Regions from separate parts of the Sus scrofa genome. Here all the other regions are linked to region 1. A link is a contact called in public HiChIP or PLAC-seq data. All regions are on one chromosome and are shown on one strand. Each heading gives the region's core, a stretch centred on a gene start, on an enhancer-like site or on the middle of the called end of the contact. The rest is flanking DNA. Distances are from core to core; before and after follow the strand shown.

Evidence for each region. HiChIP or PLAC-seq counts read pairs in DNA pulled down with a chosen protein or histone mark.
Region 2: a contact with region 1 is called in an H3K27ac HiChIP or PLAC-seq map of alveolar macrophages. The contact joins two enhancer-like sites. A contact is called at or near these places in 1 of 47 Hi-C or Micro-C datasets (embryonic fibroblasts) and 2 of 2 datasets of contacts at active chromatin or transcription factors (alveolar macrophages and skeletal muscle).
Region 3: an H3K27ac HiChIP or PLAC-seq map of alveolar macrophages shows a contact between it and region 1. The contact joins two enhancer-like sites. A contact is called at or near these places in 2 of 47 Hi-C or Micro-C datasets (liver and retroperitoneal adipose tissue) and 2 of 2 datasets of contacts at active chromatin or transcription factors (alveolar macrophages and skeletal muscle).

What each region holds. Positions count from the first base shown.
Region 1 is chr3:96,970,895-96,974,358 of Sscrofa11.1, reverse strand. THADA (thyroid adenoma-associated protein) reads right to left here. Exons shown (of 40, transcript XM_021088406.1): 28 at 2,287-2,378. Among named protein-coding and RNA genes, the nearest start is that of THADA, 100 kb to the right of the region's middle. Within about 2 kb of position 1,533, at least 5 of the 83 cell types and tissues checked have an H3K27ac peak or open chromatin away from gene starts, as enhancers often do. A contact at or near this core is called in alveolar macrophages and skeletal muscle, where this site is marked.
Region 2 is chr3:97,331,595-97,335,058 of Sscrofa11.1, reverse strand. No RefSeq gene overlaps it. Among named protein-coding and RNA genes, the nearest start is that of ZFP36L2, 130 kb to the right of the region's middle. Within about 2 kb of position 1,543, at least 23 of the 83 cell types and tissues checked have an H3K27ac peak or open chromatin away from gene starts, as enhancers often do. A contact at or near this core is called in alveolar macrophages and skeletal muscle, where this site is marked.
Region 3 is chr3:97,307,513-97,310,976 of Sscrofa11.1, reverse strand. No RefSeq gene overlaps it. Among named protein-coding and RNA genes, the nearest start is that of ZFP36L2, 110 kb to the right of the region's middle. Within about 2 kb of position 1,891, at least 34 of the 83 cell types and tissues checked have an H3K27ac peak or open chromatin away from gene starts, as enhancers often do. A contact at or near this core is called in alveolar macrophages, where this site is marked.

The DNA.
Region 1 (3,464 bases), core at 284-2,783:
AAAGGCTCCACCCTCAGGGAGTTAATATTGTAGGGGACAGGTATATAAACATTTTGACCAAAAGTGGCATAATTAAATAAACTACAGCTAAAAGAACCATAACAAATAATGGCAAGTGTAAGACACTCAAAGTTTCGCAAAGCAAATCCAGTGGATGCTGCCAAGAAATATACCCTTTAAGGATTAAACAGAGAATAAAAGCATTGTCTATGTAATGAGATATACCAACCTTCAGATTACTGAAATAAAAACTCTTACCAAAGATGCTCATCACATTAAAAAATTAACTTCTTAATGCCTTCATTTCACTTTTTAGCTTTTACTCAAAACAATTACGTGACTATTCCATTTCCCTCTTTCTAGGAAAGCTATATATTTTGTAACCTTCCTTATTTGAGAGGAATGAAGTTATAATGGGGTTGCCATAAGCATGCTGTGGCAAAGAGACTAGGACTATGTGCTTTTATGTGCTACTCTTCCACCCTGTTTCAGATGTAACCTATGCAAAATGAATCTGATCATTTTCTCCTGTACATAGTAAAACTTGTATACACATCCAAGAATCATTCTCTTCATAAAAAGTAAAAGAGAAAAAAAGCATTTCTTCATTTTTTGAATTCAGCTTTAAACATCAATTTCACTTGCTTGATAAACCTCATACCGTATTTTATTTACACTACTTATCATGGCCTTACATTATAATATGACCAAACTGTTTTAAACCTTAGCACAACTGAATTATTAACAAAATAAACAAACCTAAAAAGAAACACATATCAGCGATTTCAACCTAGTGACAGGAAGAATTTATTTAGGAATCAGCTAAATAGTAAAAATCATCTTTTTACTAATCATCCTTTCAAAGGAATAATGTGATCGTTATGAAAAATACAACTCAGCTGAAAAAAAAAAAAACTTCTCTAGCCTTTCCTTAATATACTCAAGGGATTCACACATTTATAGCCAACTGCTTTCCATTTAAATATTTATTGAATTTTATAGGGTGATATGTAGCAATTTAAATGACAATTCAGAACTACCAGAAGGTTTCACCAGAATTACTTATAGTGTATTACAAAATTATTTCATGATATTTTCTAATTCCTAAGACCTAGTTCCATCATAAGAATATATATATATATATATATATATGCTTTTTAGGGCTGCAAATGTGGCGCATGGAAGATCCCAGGGTAGGGGTTGAATCAGAGCTGCGACTGCTGGCTTACACCACAGCCACAGCCATGCCAGATCCAAGCTGCGTCTGTGACCTCCACCACAGCTCATGGCAATGCCAGATCCTTAACCCACTAAGTGAGGCCAAGGATCAAACCAGCATCTTCATGGTTATCGGTTGGATTCATTACTGCTGAACCACAACAGGAACTGCCAAGAATACATATTTTAATAAACAACAGATTAAAACTGAAATTAAAAGTGCGATCATCCACTTTTTTAGGTAGGAGAGGAATGGAGCTTGATTTATCTCTAGTTCATCCAGAGGAAGACCACTGGGCCAAATCAGATCCTGAAGTTAAAAGTAATTAAGCATGCAGCGACAGTGACATCTAGTGTTAACTCATGCAAGCCACTAGACTACCATTAAAACCAGCCTAAGTACTAAAGAAACTATTCAAAGCTTCTCTTTAAAAACCACCAAACAGAACTTATGCATTGTATCTAAAAATTCCTCATAATCAAAGTGTTTCAGTAAGTTTTTTTCCAGACATTTAAAAAAAAAAACCTTAACAGAAAAACCTCTTAGGGAACAAACACAACAAAGACCTAAAAGTAAACAAGCACTGTTTATCCCGTGTGGCCAACATTTGCAACTGCTCACCTTGGTGAGAGCTTAATGCAATGTAATCTGGGGCGTGTTCTGATGAGCACATCATAAACATTTAAACTTCCAGTTACTATAAAAGCAACAATATGGCACGAGCCAGTACTTGATGACATATCAAGAAAAAGCAATTTAAGACATCTCGGGAATACTCGAAGAAGATGCAAATCAACAAAACTTTAGCTGTTGCACTGGGAAACGAGCTCTACATTTCAAGTCCTTGCTACCTTGCTATATTTTTGTTGCTCTGAAAGGTCCACTTATTTAAACAGTAGATATTTTTACCCAAGGGTTTAGAACTTGGCAGCATAGATTAATTTACTATAGTGTTTTTATAGTTATATACTCTAGAGGAATCTATAAAAGTAAGTGAAATTCCAAAAATTATTTTTGGCCACGACAATATTTTGTAAAAAGGGAAGTTAGCATTAGATGAAGCTTACCTATTTTTTTTGGAAAGTTCATCCTTTCCCTTTTTAACTCCAAATATCCTTGTGATCAAGGTACTGAAGAGAAGCGTGGATGAATTTCTCACCTAATGTAAAAATGTATATACAATAAAGGTTAAGACATATTCATGGCATAACACCAACATTTACAATGTTAAAACTAGATATTCAAAATCATTACCCAATTTCCTAGTGGAGGGCTAAAGGAGATATGGTCTCTATTCATAAAATAAGACAATTTTCACTAACTTTGTAGTAATTCCCTCTATGACTTCCTCTCAAACTGAGCTCTATAGTCTAACCACATCCACACAACACAGCTTTTTTCATACTTCTAATATTACCACCAACTGTTTTATTTCTTTGTGCTTATATCATCGAATAACACTTTAAAAAAAAGTTAATTTTTCCACAACATTTCTGATGATGAATAATACCCCAGTAAAAAGCTCAGCTCTCTCCATCTATTTTCTGTAGTCATCTGCCTATGAGAAAATATAAGACCTAACTCAAAGAACCCACATTATTAACATGGCCAGAAAAATATTTAATATCGTATCTAAAATGCTACTACCCGCACAATGCCAGTAACCTAATAATGTAATTTTAAACCCTAAGATTATCTGAGATAACTGGTTCATAAAAATAAGAAGAAAGAACCATCATTAATAAGCATGAATCACATCTATTTCCAAATCAATGTGTCAGGATGCTTTCCTGTATCATAAAAATGTCCTGAATGCATACTGGGCTTCCTCAATTACCTTGCCAAATCAGCGTAGACAGGTATAAACATGTATTGACTTCCCCACAATGTGTAAGGCCCTATACCAGCACCACAGAGAACATCCAGAAATAGAAGACACACACTTACTGCTAACACAGAGCTTATGCCTAATTAGATGGGCATCATATGGTGTGTTAAACAGCAACATAAGAAGAAAGGTAATTAAAAGCAACAATGTAGGATGGAGACCATAGCTTCCCGAAACTACTGCTGAAAGGATCACAAACTCAAATGCCCACAAGGGCCAGTGAGTGAGACAAAAGCAGCAGAGAACTGGGTCTAATGCAGTCGCTATTCAGCTGCAGCTGAAGTTGTTGCCCAGAGGGAATGTAAGCCCAGTGCTGCCAGATCTTCTGCTTTTTCAAAAGAAGCCAGAAACCCCAAT
Region 2 (3,464 bases), core at 294-2,793, 360 kb before region 1:
GGGGATCTTACAGGATGGAAAAACCGGAACATGCGGAGTTGGGGGAAAAGCATTCCCAGGAGAGGGAGCAGAGAGGACAGAGTAGGGGGCGGTTCTGTCTGGCAGGAGCACAGGTGAGGGGGAGGTGGACAAGGAGAAGAGGCTATGGCATTGCCTGGGGCAGGTGCTGCGCAAGACCGTGAATGCCAAGCCAAGGCGTTGACTCCCCCCACTGTGGTCCGGGTGCAGCCCACCCCCTCCCTTCAAGGATCTTTCTGTACCCCGCCCCCCCCATAGGCGCCCCCAGGAGGCATCTGTGAACTCCAGCCTGGGAGTTCATGGAAGCCTAATGGGCCACCCCTTTGAAGCCATCTGTGTTTCCAAAACTGCACCTACTCTGCCCATTCCCGCTCCCAAAGGAGTGAAAGGAGGAAGTTCAGGCCTTGTGCAGGCTGTTGGGGGGGCATCTGCTGATAGAAGGGTGAAGGGCTTAGCCCCAGGCATGCGCAGCTGCCCCCAGGGTTGGAGGTCACCCCCACTGCCCCTGCCACCCCCCTGCAGCCTGCAAGTGGCGGGTCTCACCCCTGCACTTTCCCCAGCTAATCCAAGCCACACAGAGAGCAGCCAGCCAGCCAGCGGGTCTTGTTTCACTGGAATGTTGGCATCCAACTTGAGATCGGAAATGAACTCATTATCTGATTATTTTTATTTATGAAAATGTAACTGTTCTGGGAGAGGTCTTTCTTGAATAGTCTTCTCAGTGGATGAGTAATGCTCTCCCCTTTATAGACACACACGCTCAGACACACATGTTCAGGCACATACACGCACATACTCAGATATTCCGAACCCCACCCACTTGAGACATGCACACACACGCACACACACACACACACACACACACATGCCACAAACACATTACACACATAATACACACTCAGGGAGCCATATGTTCCAGTAGATACCTACTTTCAGGTACAACGCAGTCACATGGAGACATATGTTCTGGGTCCAATAAGCTCCTTTGAGGGCAGGGACTTTGTCTTTTTTATTCACTGGTACATAATAGGCCATCAAGAAATATTTGCAGAATGAATGGCTAAGCAATAGATGAAAACACACACACACACACACACACACACACACACACGCATGCATGCCTGCACAGCCTCTCTCCTTTCCTAGAGAACCACAAAGTCAGAGAATCATTAATTCCACAGCCCGAAGTCTTGACACAATGAACCACACCTAGTATTAGTGGAGAACACACCATCCAGAGCCTTCCAAGGGAGATGTCCATCGCCAGTTCCCAGGAGGCCGAGGCAGCTCTTCCCCTGACCCGCAAGGCCTCACCAGATGTGTAAAGCCATCTTATCCTCCCAGCCTGGCCAGTCTGGATCTAAAGCGATGTTCTATTGAGAAAGCCTGAGGTGCTGATGCAGGGCAAACTGTTTTCCAGGAATGTTCTCTGAAAACACTCGCTACGCTCACTCACTCACCCACCCACGCTGGCTCAGGGGCAGGCCCCGGCACGGGGTCTTGGGCAATGCCAGCCCCCAGGCTCTGTCTCTCTCTTTCTCCCTCTCTCTCTTTTTCCTTCAGCCATGGCCATGACTCAGGCTGTCCAAAGCCTGTGAATGTCTCCCTGGGAGGAGACTTGGCCAGAGACAGGGCTGCTGGCCAGGCAGGGGGTGGCCTGGAGTCTGAGCTCAGGGTGGAGCATTCTGCAGGACCCTGACCCTGACCTCCTTGTCCCTAAAGGCCTCCTCCATAGAGAGGGCAGCCTGCACAATCAAAGGAGTGCTGGGCTGGAATGAGGCTCGCCTGAGCTGACCATTCTGCTGGCCCCATACTGGCCATGTGACTTTGAACAGGTCATTAACCCTGGAGCAAAAGGTCCACCAGCATCATAGGCAATCACATGCTTCCAGCCTCGCTGCCCTGGGCCTCACCCTCCCCTGACCTCCCTTCCAGCCCAGGACACATTGAGATGCAGCCACATAATGGATACATATATTCACATACATGGTGACCAAACACAGCAAGAGTGGAGTTCCCTGGTGGCTCTGTGGGTTAAGGACCTGGCATCACTGCTGTGGCTCGGGTTTGCTCCCTTGCTCAGGAACTTCCGCATCCCATGAGTGCGGCCAAAAAAAGAAAAGAAAAAAACCCTCAACTCCTTCTGGAGCCATTCAGGCCTCTTCAAGGGACTCTGTCAAAGTACAGGGCCCTCCGGGGTGGGTCGGCCCGTTCCTCACACCCTGCAGTGTGCAGGAGCTGCCTACCCTTCTCTAGAAGCTGCACCTGGGAGGTGGGAGGACACTGAGAGGAAGGGACAACTTGCTTTGCTAACATTGCTGTGTCCAAAGGCCTAGCCAGTGAGAAAGAAGGATTGTGATCTCTTAAAACTCTGAGCCCCCCAGCAATGCCACTCCTAGTTATACACCGAGGAGAATCAAATGCCCAAGTCTATGAAGACGTGTGTACACTAATCCTCTATGCACAGTACCTCAAACGGAAACAACCCGAATGTCCATCAATAGGAGAAGGGTAAACACACTGAGATGCATCCACATACTGGATACATACATTCACATGCATAGCGACCAAACACAGCAAGAGTGGAGCTCCCTGATGGCTCTGTGGCTTAAGGATCTGGCATCACTGCTGCAGCTCGGGTTTGCTCCCTGGCTCAGGAACTTCCCCATCCCATGAGTGTGGCCAAAAAAAAAAAAGGGCAGAAAACAAATAAATCAAAAAAAACCACAAGAACTTCTGCTACACAAAAAACAGCATGGATGAATCTCCCAGATGGGATGTTGAGGAAAAGAAGCCAGAGACCGTTTGTAGAAAGTCAAGAACCGTCGAAATGAAACGATGGCGATAGAAGTGAGACCCCTGGTGACTCTAGGGATGGTGTTTACTGGGAAGGGGCCCAGGAGACCTTCCAAGGCACCAAAATGTTCCGTCTCTTCGTCTGGTGGTCCCATGGGCACAGCTATACACTTGAGCTCTTTAACTCTATTGTATGTAAGTTTTACTAGAGGAGAGACCCAAGTCACAAAGGGTCTAACCTCATGCAGAAAGGGGTTCTAGAAGGAACTTATAGGATTTGAGGGTCAAAGGTCAGGGAACAGGAAGCGTGAAGCCCATAGCGGAAAAGAAAAGGCCCAGAGCTTTCTTCCCAGAGAGGCTGAGTGACTTGGCCAGGGAGGGGTTGCCATGAAGGATGGGGTAGGGGCCTGACTGTCCCGCTGACGCCACCTGTCCAGGTCAGGCTGCCCTTCCGTGGGTGTCCTGCACAGGGCTGGGCTCTGGGGTTGGGACTCAGGAGGGAGGCCAATCTCAGACCATCGTCTCCCTCCTTCCTTCCCTGCCCACAGTTTTGGGGCAAAGAATAGTCTGAATCGCAAACCTCTCTTTCGGTTAGTAAACTTAATCTGCCCAATACGCTTAAATAGAAAGTGTAAAGGAGGGAGCCGATT
Region 3 (3,464 bases), core at 642-3,141, 340 kb before region 1:
GACAGTGAGACTGCTCCTCCCAGGTGCTGACAGGAGGAGGAGACTGAGGCCTGGGGCTCTTTAGTCAGGGCAGCTGGAGTGTTCTTCCTGCTGCTGCCCTGGATTCTGGACCCCTGCTTGGTCCCTGAGGGGTTGGATGCCTTCCTGGCCTTAAAGATGGGACATTTCAGGCCGCCCAGAGAAATCTCTGTGACCTGAGGGGAGGGGAAATGTCCCCCTTTAATTGGCCCCTGTCGTGGGCTGTGCTGTTTTTTTGTTTTGTTTTGTTGCTTTTTAGGGCCGCACGCATGGTATATGGAGGGTCCCAGGCTACGGGTGGAATTGGAGCTACAGCCGCCGGCCTACACCAGAGCCACAGCAACTCAGGATCCGAGCCATGTCTGCAACCTACACCACAGCTCACAGTAACATCGGATCCTTAATCCACTGAGCAAGGCCAGGGATTGAACCTGCAACCTCATGGATCCTAGTTGGGCTCATTACCGCTGAGCCACAACAGGAACTCCTGGGCTGTGCCATCTTGACGAAGCTCCTCCCTCTCACCATGTCCCTGTGCCCCTCAGAGGAAACCATTGGCTGGGCCTTTGGGCCAGAGCTGGGCAGGTTCCCAGCACCCTTGATGTTTGCTTCCAATCCAAGAAAAAGCTAGGCTCCCCAGCTGGGAACTCCTGCCCTCCCCCTTCTCCTTTTCTTTTCTCCCCCCTCCCCCACCCTTGCACTTTCCCCCAGCACCCCCCCAACCCCAAGAAGTTTCCAAAGTGACCACATGTGGGCCCAAATCAAACCCTTGTCCTCAGGCCTCTGCTGGCACTTCTCCCAGATCGCCCACCTTCCTCCTCCAGCTCCGCAGCCCGGCCACCCTCCTCACCCCTGCCCCCGCCATTCCTCTTTGTGGACAACTTTCTAAATGCAGCCAAACTTCCCCTTTCAGTCCACAGCCCCCAGAAAACAGCTGCAAAAAGTCAGCGGCTCGGCAAGTTCTCTTGCAAAGTTTGGCCGAGAGTAACAGCCACTCGTTCTAGCCATTGCCACCCTCTCCCAGGCTCAGAAGGCCAGTCTCCCCCTCCAGGAAACAGTGAGAAGCCCCCGCTCCAGTACTGCTCCCGGGGTCACAGTCTCCCCAGCAATCTAATCTAGAGAGAACTCCTGAAAGGGGCCCGGCTGAGGGTAGCTGGGGGAAGTTGACCGCCCGAAACCTGACGGGTTTCCTGACCTTGCCCAAGCCCTCTGTGACCCTGGGCACCTCACTTACTCCCCCCACCACTGCCCCCCCACACCCAGGCACAGGCCTCTCCTTTGGAGAACAAGGGATGGATACATTGGTTGATTTTCCAGGCCCCTTCCAAGTCTGAAATTCCACACATGGGTCGTTTCTCCCTAGGGTGCCCAGGGATGGGAGAGAAGCTGTGCCCAGGGACACCCGTCTCACTGAGGGTGGTCTGACCAGGCCTCCGAAAATGCATTCTTCGTCCTCTCGGTGACAGTCGGCCCCCTGTAAAAGAGAGGCTCTCACGCCCGAGTCTGATCAGAATCACCTGGGAAAACCACACCATCTCCGACCCCAGCTACACTCCGGACCAAAGAAACCAGAATCTCAGCTCAGGGCCTGGTCCTCAGTCTGTTTGGAAGGTTACTCAGGTGATTCTGAATGAGCAGAAAGAGTTCAGAACCATTGTGGAAAAGGCATCTAGAAACGAAAGAGGAAGCTGTAAGCCAGAGATGCCACATCTGGGTGCCACCTTCTCTGCTGAGAAGCTCTTGAGGCCAGTGGGATGGACTCCGTGAGTAGCGAGGCTTGTCTGTCGTGGATGGGTGGGGAGGGCTGTGGACTGCCCCTGGGGCTGCCCCGCTGCACCCCCACCCTGGCAGGATACTAGGTTCAGGGCCAGCTACTGGGTGCTGGCTCACTGGCTTGCCTGCTCCCTACCAGGCCCCCAAGGCCTCCCTGTGCCCCTCCAAGGCAGATGGCCCCAGGACTGTGGTCCGGGCCCTGGAAACCAACCTCACAAGAGGCAGGAGGCCCCAGGGCAGCTCGAGCCCTCTGAGGGCTTTGTGTGGATTGAGAAAAGGAAAATAGAGAAGGGAAACCGAAGCAGGGCCGAAGGCAGTGAAGGAGAAAAAGACAAGAGAAAGGGGAAGGACTCTGAGGTCAGAGAGTCATGTGAATGGCATTTAGGGAACAAAGCCCCCACTGCCCTGCCCCCTGCTCCCCCTTCATCCATCATCCTCTGGGCCTGGTAAGAAGCACTCTTCTGCCAGGGCCCTGGGCGCAGAAAGCATTGCTGCGCACACAGAAAGCCCAGATCCAGAAATCTGCCAGTTCTGAGTCTGTGAGCCCTGTCCATCCTCCCTCTGGGCAGAGCTAGCAAAGCCCTCCCTACCTGGCACTCTCAGATCCCTGCCTCCTTGGCTCGCGGCAGCCAGGGTCTCTCATCAGACATTGGCCATCAAATCTGGCCGCTCCCAGACCAAAGTAAAGGCTCAATCCAACTCCCAAGACACTTGGCATCGTACCAAGGAGATCCAGGTAATGCTGGTGACTAGCTGTGACCTTGAGCAAACCACCTCCTTCCCCTCCCCAGGCCTCAAGTGCCTGATCTTGTCTGCCTTTCTCTGATGGCACATTTGGAAGGAAGGCATGTCTCTGTATCCCCAGGGGTCAAGAGCCTGGGCTCTGAAGACAGAGACCTGGGCTCATCTCTTGGCTCTGCCACTTGCTGGAGTTTTAATCTCTGTGCCTCCATGTCCTCACTTGGAAGGTGACAGTTAATAGATGGACGGCAGAACATGAGAAGACATCACAGGTCCAAACCAACATGGGTCTCATCTCTAGAATAGCTTTGTCCTTTTTTTTCTTTTTTTTTTTTTTTTTTCGTTTTTGGCTACCCCATGACATATGGAGTTCCTGGGCCAGGGATCACATCTGAGCTGCAGTTGCAACTTAAGCCACAGTGGCGGCAACGATGGATCCTTAACCCACTGTGCTGGGCTGGGGATCGAACCTGCATCCTAGCACTCCAGAGATGCCACAGATCCCATTGTACCATAGTGGAAATTCCAAAAACCACCCTTCACAAACCAAAGAAGGAGATGGCAGACTGAATGGAAAACTGAGCAAAGGATACAAGCAGGCAGTTAACAGCTGCAAGAACCAACGCGAACAGGGTACCGATTAATGTATCAGAGAGGGAGGTACAAGTGACGAATGGGACAGAAGGGATGGTGATTCCCACCCTAGGGGTGATTTTGCCCCCCCCCATCCCCCACCACCACCAGGGGATGTTTGGCAATGTCTGGAGACTTTTTCTGTTGTCATAAGGTGGGGGTGCTATTGGCATTTAGTGGCTAGAGACCAGGGATGCTGCTGAACACTCCATAATGCCCAGAACAGCCCCCGTAACAAAGAAATATCTGACCCCAAATGTCAATGGAGTTGAAGCCTAGAGGATGGATAAACAGACAGG